2 separate regions of the Sus scrofa genome follow, and region 1 is linked to region 2. Evidence: chromatin contacts called from public Hi-C data. All regions are on one chromosome and are shown on one strand. Each heading gives the region's core, a stretch centred on a gene start, on an enhancer-like site or on the middle of the called end of the contact. The rest is flanking DNA. Distances are from core to core; before and after follow the strand shown. Region 1 has its middle 33 kb from the start of MCHR1. Region 2 holds the start of SLC25A17 (peroxisomal membrane protein PMP34).

Evidence for each region. A called contact is a pair of places that touch in the nucleus more often than the background predicts.
Region 1: a Hi-C map of skeletal muscle shows a contact between it and region 2, with 2.8 times the contacts expected there. The contact joins the enhancer-like site here to the promoter of SLC25A17 in region 2. A contact is called at or near these places in 22 of 47 Hi-C or Micro-C datasets (blood, brain, differentiating spermatogonia and 11 more).

The regions. Positions count from the first base shown.
Region 1 is chr5:7,703,410-7,708,349 of Sscrofa11.1, reverse strand. No RefSeq gene overlaps it. Among named protein-coding and RNA genes, the nearest start is that of MCHR1, 33 kb to the left of the region's middle. Within about 2 kb of position 1,294, at least 2 of the 83 cell types and tissues checked have an H3K27ac peak or open chromatin away from gene starts, as enhancers often do. A contact at or near this core is called in omental adipose tissue and skeletal muscle, where this site is marked.
Region 2 is chr5:7,621,281-7,626,229 of Sscrofa11.1, reverse strand. SLC25A17 (peroxisomal membrane protein PMP34) reads right to left here and starts at 3,592. Exons shown (of 9, transcript XM_003126004.4): 1 at 3,397-3,592. The coding sequence starts at 3,450.

The DNA of each region.
Region 1 (4,940 bases), core at 45-2,544, 84 kb before region 2:
TCAGCTGCTCCTTGGGTTATAAATTACCTTGTTCAAGTCCACATGGATGAGAGAAGCTTTTCCTTCCAGAAACTCCCAGCCCGTGTTTCTTTGTCTCCCATCAGCCCTGACGAAGGTACATGCCCAGCAGTAGACCTGTCCCTGTGGCTAGAGGTGGGGATGCTGGTCCTAAGCTAGTCAGGAACCACGCCTAGAGGTAGACCTGGGGTTTCCCCCTTTAGAACACAAGGCTGAGAGCAGGAGCGCCCCCAGCTTAAAGTCAAAGTACAGCAAGGATGTCCTACATAACATGGGGAATAGAGCCCATATTTTGTAGTAACTTCATTTATTTTTTTTGTTTCTCTAGGGTCACACCTGCAGATAGGGAAGTTCCCAAGCTAGGGGTTTAACTGGAGCTGTAGCTGATGGCCTACACCACAGCAACAGCAAGGTGGGACTCGAGCCGCATTTGCAACGTACACCACAGCTCACGGCAATGCCAGATCCTTAACCCACTGCGTGAGGCCAGGGATCGAACCCACCTCCTCACGGATCCTAGTCAGGTTCGTTTCCACTTAGCCATGATGGGACCCTCCCGTGTAGTAACTGTAAATAGAGTGTAACCTTTAAAAGTTGTATGAAAAATTAAAAATAAAAAAAACTCAAATAATAAAAAAGTACAACCTAAGCCTTGATCAAACATCTTATAAACTGTTGCAAACCAAAGGAGAAAAAAAAACACCCAGATACTGTGGGGAGACAACCCACCACGGGTTCTCAGTCCTCCCCTACACTTTTTCGGGTGAGTATGGCATCTTTCATTCTACAGACGTTGAAATGGAGGGTCAGGAACACGGGCAAACTTGGTTAAAGTCACTCACTCATAAATGGAGCAGAACCAGGCTCGAAACTCAGGTCTGTTGATTCCACAGCCTCTCTCCTGCTAGTGGCCAGGCCAGGGCCATCTCCTTTCTGTCCTGCCGAAGCCGCAGGCACTCTCCTTGGAGCTATGCCATGGATCAGTGTGTGTCAGCTGAAAATGAAATAGAAAACGTCTGGGTAAATTACAGCCACCAGATAGCTCTCCAGAGACCTAAGGAAAGGGTTTGAGATAAAAGCCACAACACAAAGAATAAATAATACTTCATGTTAATGGCCATCGATATGCTCATTCCAAAACGGAGTCTGAAAACAGAACTGAAAAGCAATATTTGATATACTAATTTTTGCGTTCCCCATCGTAAAAATCAGTGAAACGTTTTCTCTTCGGAACTGCTGGACCTCAGCAACCTCCTCATTTGCCCTTACAGAGGCAAGCCAAGAATCCTGGTGCCGCCGGGCGGGCGAGAGAGGTGATGGCGGGATCCAGTCTCGGGACAGGCGGGGGCGGGGGTGGGGGTGGTGGAGTTTGCCAGCATCAAAAAAATTGTGATGTTTATAAAATCACACAACCTGTTAGTATAAAAGGAGCTTTAAAGGTTTTCAAAAACAAACCCAGGAGATCCCTTCGTGGCACAGTGGTTAACGAATCTGACTAGGAACCATGAGGTTGCAGGTTCGGTCCCTGCCCTTGCTCCGTGGGTTAAGGATCCGGCGTTGCCGTGAGCTGTGGTGAAGGTCGAAGACGCGGCTTGGATCCTGCGTTGCTGTGGCTCTGGCGTAGGCTGGCGGCTACAGCTCCGATTGGACCCCTAGCCTGGGAACCTCCATATGCCAAGGGAGCGGCCCAAGAAATAGCAAAAAGACAAAAAAAAAAAAAAAAAAAAAAAAAAACCCAAAAAACAAAAAACAAAAAAAACAAACCCAAAAAGGTTTTTCAGTTCTTCTCTTTACTTAATACAGGTAGCTCTTTACTCGAGGACAGAGACTGTGTTATTCTGCTTTGCACTCTGAGCACTGCAGAGGCTCTGGTCCAGTGGAGGTGCTCAATCAGTGTCTGTCCAAGAAATGAATAAATGAAGAAACAGACCTTTCCTAGTGCATACAAAACTGGTCAGGTTCTTAGGAACTGAGGCATCTGTTTCACACATCAAACTCATGCCTAAATTCATAAAAGAAATTACTATATAAAGCGGAGTGCAGAAAGCAGAAAGCATATTTTCCTTTGCATGAGGGAAGGAAATTCTAACATATGCTACGACATGGATAAAACCTGAGGACATTACGCTCAGTGAAATAAGCCCATCACAAAAAGATAATACTGTATGTTTCCACTCATAGGAGCGACCCTAGAGAAGTCAAATTCAGGGACTGAAAATAGAACGGTGGTTGCCAAGGGCTGGGGAGAGGGAGGAATGGAAGTTGGTATGTATGTATTTATTTTTAGGGCTGCACTTGAAGCATATGGAGGTTCCTAGGCTAGGGGTCGCATCAGAGCTGTAGCCGCCGGCCTACACCACAGCCACAACAATGCTAGATCTGAGCTGCATCTGCGACCTACACCACAGCTCAAGCTCACAGCAACGCTGGATCCTTAACCCACTGAGCAAGGCCAGGGATCGAACCTGCATCTTCATGGATACTAGTTGGATTCATTTCTGCTGCGCCACAAGGGGGAACTCCGGGAAGTTGGTATTTAGTGAGTACAGAGTTTCAGTTTAACAAGAAGACAAAAGCTATGGAGATGAATGTACTGATGGTTACACAACATAATGAATGTATTTAATATCACTGAACAGTATACTTAAAACGGTAATTTTTTTTCTTTTTAAGGCCACACCTGCAGCATATGGAAGTTCGTGGGCTAGGGGTTGAATCAGAGCTGCAACGGCAGGCCTATGCCACAGCCACAGCAACGCTGGATCTGAGTCGCACATGCGACCTATGCCACAGCTTGCGGCAACACTGGATCCTTAACCCACTGAGCGAGGCCAGTGATTGAACCTGCATCCTCATGGACACTATGTTGGGCTTCACATGCTGAGCCATAACAGGAGCTCCTACAATGGTAAATTTCATGTTACATGTATTTAAACATTTTTTTTTAATTGGAAGAAAACAATTTTTATATAAGTTCTCTTTCTGGGCCATGCCTAGAAGTTGCAAGCCTTCAGCAGGCTTCAGTGTTTCAAAATAGTTACATGAGACAGATGTGCCAGAGCAGTTGTCGGGGTGAGGAGACAGTCCTTCTGCTTCCTATTCCACCATCTCCACCAAAGCCTCCCACAAGAATTTTATAAACCAAAATATTACAACAATTTTTCCAGCCTCTTTCCTAAAGTTGCTGAACTTCCTCGCTTATCCAGGACAATCCTTAACCATAGATGATTCAGCTTCTGATGGATGAATTTCAAACATTAAAAAAGAACAGCTGTTAGGGAAGGTCTTCATGGTGTCTTTCAAAACCAAAGGCAGTCAACCAGCCACATTTAAGTGTACAGCCTGCCCTGCGGGGAAGTGGTGAGTAACAGAGGGGCTGCCGGCTCAGGAGGCTGCAGGACCTTCCCTAGTTTTAGTGTAGGAATAGGTGCTTCTCTTAGAATTAATTGGGGAAATAAAAAGCATCATTCTAGGAGGGTTTGAGGATTTCCTTAAGCAGGTAACAAATGGGGTTTGCAAGCTGGTTGATTTTATAAACCTGCTTGTTAATCTATTCCCCTGCTTCTACAATCCCCACCCCAACATTTTTATTCTCTGTAATGGAACCAGAATGGCTTTTGTTTTTTGTTTTTTGTTTTATAGTGCGGCACCCGCAGCATTGGGAAGTTCCTAGGCTAGGGGTTGAATTGGAGCTACAGCTGCTGCCCTGTACCACAGCCACAGCAATGCCAGATCTAAGCCACGTCTTCGACCTACACCACAGCTCACGGCAACGCTGGATCCTTAACTCACTGAGAGAGGCCAGAGATGGAACCTGCATCCTCATGGATGTGGATATTAGTCGGGTCATTACCGCTGAGCCAAAACGGGAACACCCAGAATGGCTCTTTTACATGTAAATCAGACCTGGAAAAGATATTTATTGCTTATGCCATCATAAATCAAGGTACAGTGTAAAGACACTATCTGTTTCATTTTCACTGATGTTCTTTTGATATATAAAAAGTGAGGTAACAACATCACTGATTATTAGAGAAATGCAAATCAAAACTACCATGAGATAGCACCTCACATCAGTCAGAATGGCCATCATTAATAAGTCCACAAATAACAAATGCTGGAGAGGGTTTGGGAAAAGAGAACCCTCTTGCACTGTCGGTGGGAATGTAAACTGGTACAACCACTATGGAAAACAGTATGGAGGTACCGCAGAAAACTATACCTAGAACTACCATATGACCCAGCAATCCCACTCTTGGGCATACATCTGGACAAAACTTTCCTTGAACAAGACACATGCACGTGTATGTTCATTGCAGCACTATTCACAATAGCCAAGACATGGAAACAACCTAAATGTCCATCAACAGATGAATGGATTAATAAGATGTGGTATATATATAAAATGGAATACTACTCAGCCATAAAAAAGAGCAAAATAATGCCATCTGCAGCAACATGGATGGAACTAGAGACTCTCATACTAAGTGAAGTAAGTCAGAAAGACAAATACCATATGATATCACTGATATCTAATATATGGCACAAATGAACCTTTCCACAGAAAAGAAAATCATGGACATGGAGAATAGACTTGTGGTTGCCAAGGGGGAGAGGGAGGGAGTGGGATGGACTGGGAATTTGGGGTTAATAGATGCAGACTATTGCATTTGGAATGGATAAGCAATGAGATGCTGCTGCACAGCACTGGGAACTATGTCTGGTCACTTATGATGGAGCATGATAATATGAGAAAAAGGCATGTATATGAGTGTGTGTGAGTGGGTCTCATTGCTGTACAGTAGAAAATTGACAGAACACTGTAAACCAGCTATTAATGGAAAAAAATAAAAATCATTAAATTTAAAAAAAAGTGAGATAAGTCAGAAGACCAAGTACCAGTCTCACCTATTACAATGATT
Region 2 (4,949 bases), core at 2,343-4,842:
AAACACAGTGTAATTTCTCATTCAGACATGCACCAGGAACAGTACTGCCCCGAAGGAAGAGGAAAAAAACTATTCTTAAAAAAATATATGTTAGGTAATCTAACACAGTTTAGGAGAGAAAGAAAAGCCATTGCAAATTCAGGGTGCTTTCTTTTTTTTGCCTTTTTAGGGCCGCACCCATGGCATATGGAGGTTTCCAAGCTAGGGGTCAAATCGAAGCTACAGCTGCTGGCCTACGCCACAGTGACAGGAACGTAGGATCTGAGCCACATCTCTGACCTACACCATAGCTCACGGTAACACCGGATCCTTAACCCAATGAGCGAGGCCAGGGATCAAACCCACAACCTCATGATCACTAGTCCGATTATTATCCACTATGCTGCAATGGGAACTCCAGGGTGCATTAATTTCAAGCAGAATTTTTAAGAAGAGAAAACAGGCCTCAAGGAGAGAAGAAAATAGAAATGTCTTTGCATCTTTAACAGATATATCACCTCTACTCACAGTCACTCTTTACTGCAGGGCTCAGAAAACTAGAGCCCAAGGGTCAAGTCCAGTCCACTGCTCTTTTTGTAAATAGGCGGAACACAGCTCTGTCCACTCTCTTACTTATTAATGGTTCCTTCCAAAATATCATGGCAGTTTTGAGTAGCTTCACTAGAGACTATACACCTAAAATATTTACCATCTCCTTAACATGGAGTTGCAACTGTGTTGCAGTGGGTTAAGAATCCAGCTGTAGCAGCTCAGGTAGGGTTCTGATCCCTGGCCTGCCCCAATGGGTTAAAGGATCCAGCGCTGCCGCAGCTGCGGCTCATATCCAATCCCTGGCTGGAGAACTTCCCCATGATGACGGTGCAGCCATAATCAATCAATCAATCAACCAATCATTTATTCTTTTTTGGCTATCCCTTGGCGGCATATGGAGTTTCTGGGCCAGGGATCAAATTAGAGCCAGAGTTGTGACCTGCACCACAGCTGCAGCTATGCAGGATCCTTAACCCACTGCACTAGGCTGGGGATGGAACCTGCTTCCCTTCCACTGCAGAGATACTGTTGATCCTACTGCGCCACAGCAGGAACCCCTGTCATAAAACTGAAGGAAAAAAAAAAAAAAAACTAAAGAAAAGGTTTGACAACCCTTATTTTGTTTCTTTCATAGAACTTAACACATCCAAAATTATTTGTTTTTTCCCCCCTTTTTTGGCTGCACCCACAGCAAATGGCACTGAATCTGGCAATGTTGGATCCTTAACACACTGGGCCAGGGATCAAACCAGCAATAGCACAGTGGGAACTTCTATTTATGTTTTGATTTACTCCATTATTGTCTGACTCCTCACTGGAATGCAAACCTCAGAAGAAAAAGACTTTGTTCTCTACTATAGTCTAGCACTGAGCAAAGGGCATGGCATACAAAAAGCACTCAATAAAGATGTCGAATGAATGGCATTTATTGAGAGAAAGAAAGGAGAACTAACATTTCTCCTCTTCCCATTCTCCTTTTGATGTACTCCAACTATTCAGCCCACCAATCCACCAAAACAGGTCTTCACAACTAACCTCTGGATTTATCAACATGTTTACCAACCTGACAAATGCAAGGATTAATTTTCAGCCCTCATTTGATTCATCAGCAGCATCAGACCCAGCTGATCTATACCCTTCTTCACGTGATTTTCAGAATACCATACTCTCTCAGTCTTCCTCCTACCCTACTGGCCCCTCCTTAGTTCCCTTTGTGGGTGCTATCTTATTTCCCCAGCCTCCTAATGTTGGTGTGCTCCAAGGCTAGTCTTTGAGACTTTTCTCTCAGTCCACACTCACTTCTTTGGTGAGCTCATCTTGTCTCATGACTGCTCACAGGCATTTTGAACTCAACTAGTCAAAAAGCAAACTCCTCATCCTCCCCCTGCCCCAAACTGCTCCTCCTTTAGTCTTCACCATCTCAGTAAATGGGAATATCGTCCGTCCAGCTGCTGAAGCCAAAACTCTAACTTTCATTCTGTTACACCCCAAATCCAACCTACTATCAAACCCTGGTGGTTCAATCTCAGCAACCTATTACAGGTTTAACGATCATTTCTCACCACCTCCACTGCTACCATCCTGGTTCCCTGACAGCGTCTCTGTTTTCACCCTTGCTCCCTGACAGTCTACTTTCAACAGAGCAGCCAGAATGATGTAAACCAGCAAGCTGCTGCATGCTCAAAAACGCAACAGTTGGCTAGCTGTCTGTATTTCACACTCAGAGTGAAAAGTCTCACACCACTTGGTCCCCTGAAACCCACTTGCATCTTTGTTGTCTCCATTCCAGACACAGAGGTCTCCACGCCCATCCTAGAGCAGGTCAAGCAAGCCTCCACTGCAGAGCAAGACTTTACACTGGCTGGAAAGCTCTTCTAGTCTAATTGAATGAACCAAGACTTCCAAATCAGACACTTCCATGAACTACTGTGTCACCTAAATCACGTTAACAACTCTGTGAAGTAGGTGTCAATACCCCCCCTTTACAGATTCGGAAAGTGACATTTAAAGACCACCTATCCAACACATGATGGAGTTGCGGTTCAATTCCCATTATTATGCACAGAATCCTGAGCTCACAGTGCAGTTTGGGGGGACTAGGAGAGGACTCAGTAATGTTCTTCTGAAGTCCCAATGAGTCCAGGTGCACGTCGACAGCTAGAGAGGGATGTAAGGAAAGGCAGTCAGAGAAACAGGATAAGAACCAGGAGGGGAAATTACCCAAACCCAGAGTGTAAAGTTCCTAGGAAAAGGGAGTGGTGTCAAATGGAAGCGAGACATACAGAAGCCCAAGAACCAAGCATATTCCTCAGAGTAAACCACACCTGGGTAGAGGGGAACTTTGATCTTGATTTAATTAAAACAAAACAAAACAAAAAGAGGTATTTTTCTTCTGCCAAGAACAAGAGGTACCCCGACTAGGTTCTACCACTTGCCTGCAGCAAGATGTGTAATTAAGCATGTGATTAAGCAACACAGCTTTACACCAAGGCTCGCCTCTGGCCCAGTGAGACAAAGTCTGTGTGTGGAGTGGGGGAGGGAGAGGGGGAATGACTGCCCTTTATATTTCCGAAGTCAAAGAAAACTGCAATTACTTTCTCCCCGAGGGTGTGTGGGACCACCGCTGCCTACATCCCAGATATTCTCTAACTGGCCAGAGCGGTAGCCAGAGGCGGAGGGTAAGTGTCGGCCTTCACCCCAAATGCTTCTAGCAACACTTCACCTAAGCCCCATTCCTCTTCGCCCCAGTCAGGCCAAGAGACTCCACACGAACTCCTTCTCATCCCCATCCCCCAGTCACATCCCGGTCCGGCCCCAGAGAAGCCCCACACCCGCAATGGCCCGGACGTGAAGACCCCGCCTCACCACGGCTCCTGCCACGGCGTGGACCAGGTTTTCGTAGGACAGCACGGAAGCCATAGGTGCGGTTCCCGCAGACCTGGTCACAGTTCTCCAGCAGGAGCCACAGCCAGTCGAGAGAGGAAAGAAGCACTGGAGCCCCGAGAGGTAGCGTCAGAAACTCCACCCTCTCAAGCCCGCCTCCTCCAAAACAACTCCTTCCGGGTCACAGGGCGCCCAGTCTCCCGGCCAGAGGCTGGAGGGAAGGGAAGGCGGGCCTGAGGACGCCCCTTGGTTCTGATTGGCCCCCGAGGCTTGCGCCGGGCGGGGCAGTGCGTGCTGGCCCCACCACCCCTGTGGTTCCCTGGAGTTCCCAGGGCTTGGCCAGTCGTGCTTCACGTCAACTCCAACACAGGGGGCGACAGAAAACCTACGCAGCCTCCTTTTTCTCCACTTCTGTCCGTAAGACAAGCTGGAGACAAGAAAGATGGGGGATTCATTTTCCTGTTTTCTTCTCACTAGTGTTTTTAGTCACATTTTGGTCAAGCGGAAGTAAGTATTGCTTGGGCAGGTCTACCTCCTGGTAGGAAGAGAACTTGAGCTTCAGGGAATCAGATAATCATAAAGAGATGGGAACAAACTAGTTAGCAGCTAGGAAGATCATTTAACCTTTTGGTTTCCTTTGTGAAATGATAATTAAAATCGACTCTACCTGCTGTGAGGATTACAAATTATGTAGATATACTTTATAAAATGCAGAAGAAAAAACTTCTTTTGTGTTGAAAAGTGAAAAACCAAACTACACAGAACTAGAAAACCACACGCTACCACCCCTCACCGACATCATAGCATAATACACCATGCTTTAGAACTTCAACCTTACTTCTTCACTTGGGCACCATAGTTCAGCGTCTCTGCCAGCTTCAGGACCGGTTAGTTTACTTTTATAATCCTTGCTGATAATCCTCGAGTACTTACTACAGCCAGCCTCAATGTTTTCTGCCCTTTACATTTACTCCCAGCAGAGGGCCCTAAAGATGTTCACCTGCTTGTGTTTTCACAAAATTTGCAGAAAATATTTTAACCACCACTGGTTAGGATCCCTTTCCCTTTAAACTCCCTTTCATTTAGGGTGGTGACCACAGCTAAGTCAAAGACGAGCTGGGGACACGTATTTAGAAGTGCTTATTTGTATGTACTAATTTAAGTTGCCGCTAGATGTCCTGTTGTAGGAATCATTTCTACCACCCTCTAGAGTCATGACAGGAAGGCGCAGTGAAAGTCAAATGAAGATAGGATTCTGGCACTAGAACATAGAAGCTTGTCTGCTGAAAATTTGAGAACTCAGTTCTCATGAACTCCTAATTAAATTGAAAGCTCTCTCAAGAACAAACCGGATTATGTAGCATGCAGATTTATAAATATACTGTCTTTATGATGGTAATTGAACACGATTAATATTTTTTCTTTACTATCGCACCTGTGGTATGTGGACATTCCCAGGCCAGGGGTCTAATAGGAGCTGCAGCTGTGGCCTAGGCCACAGTCACCTCAACACTGGAGCCGAGCCACTTCTGCTA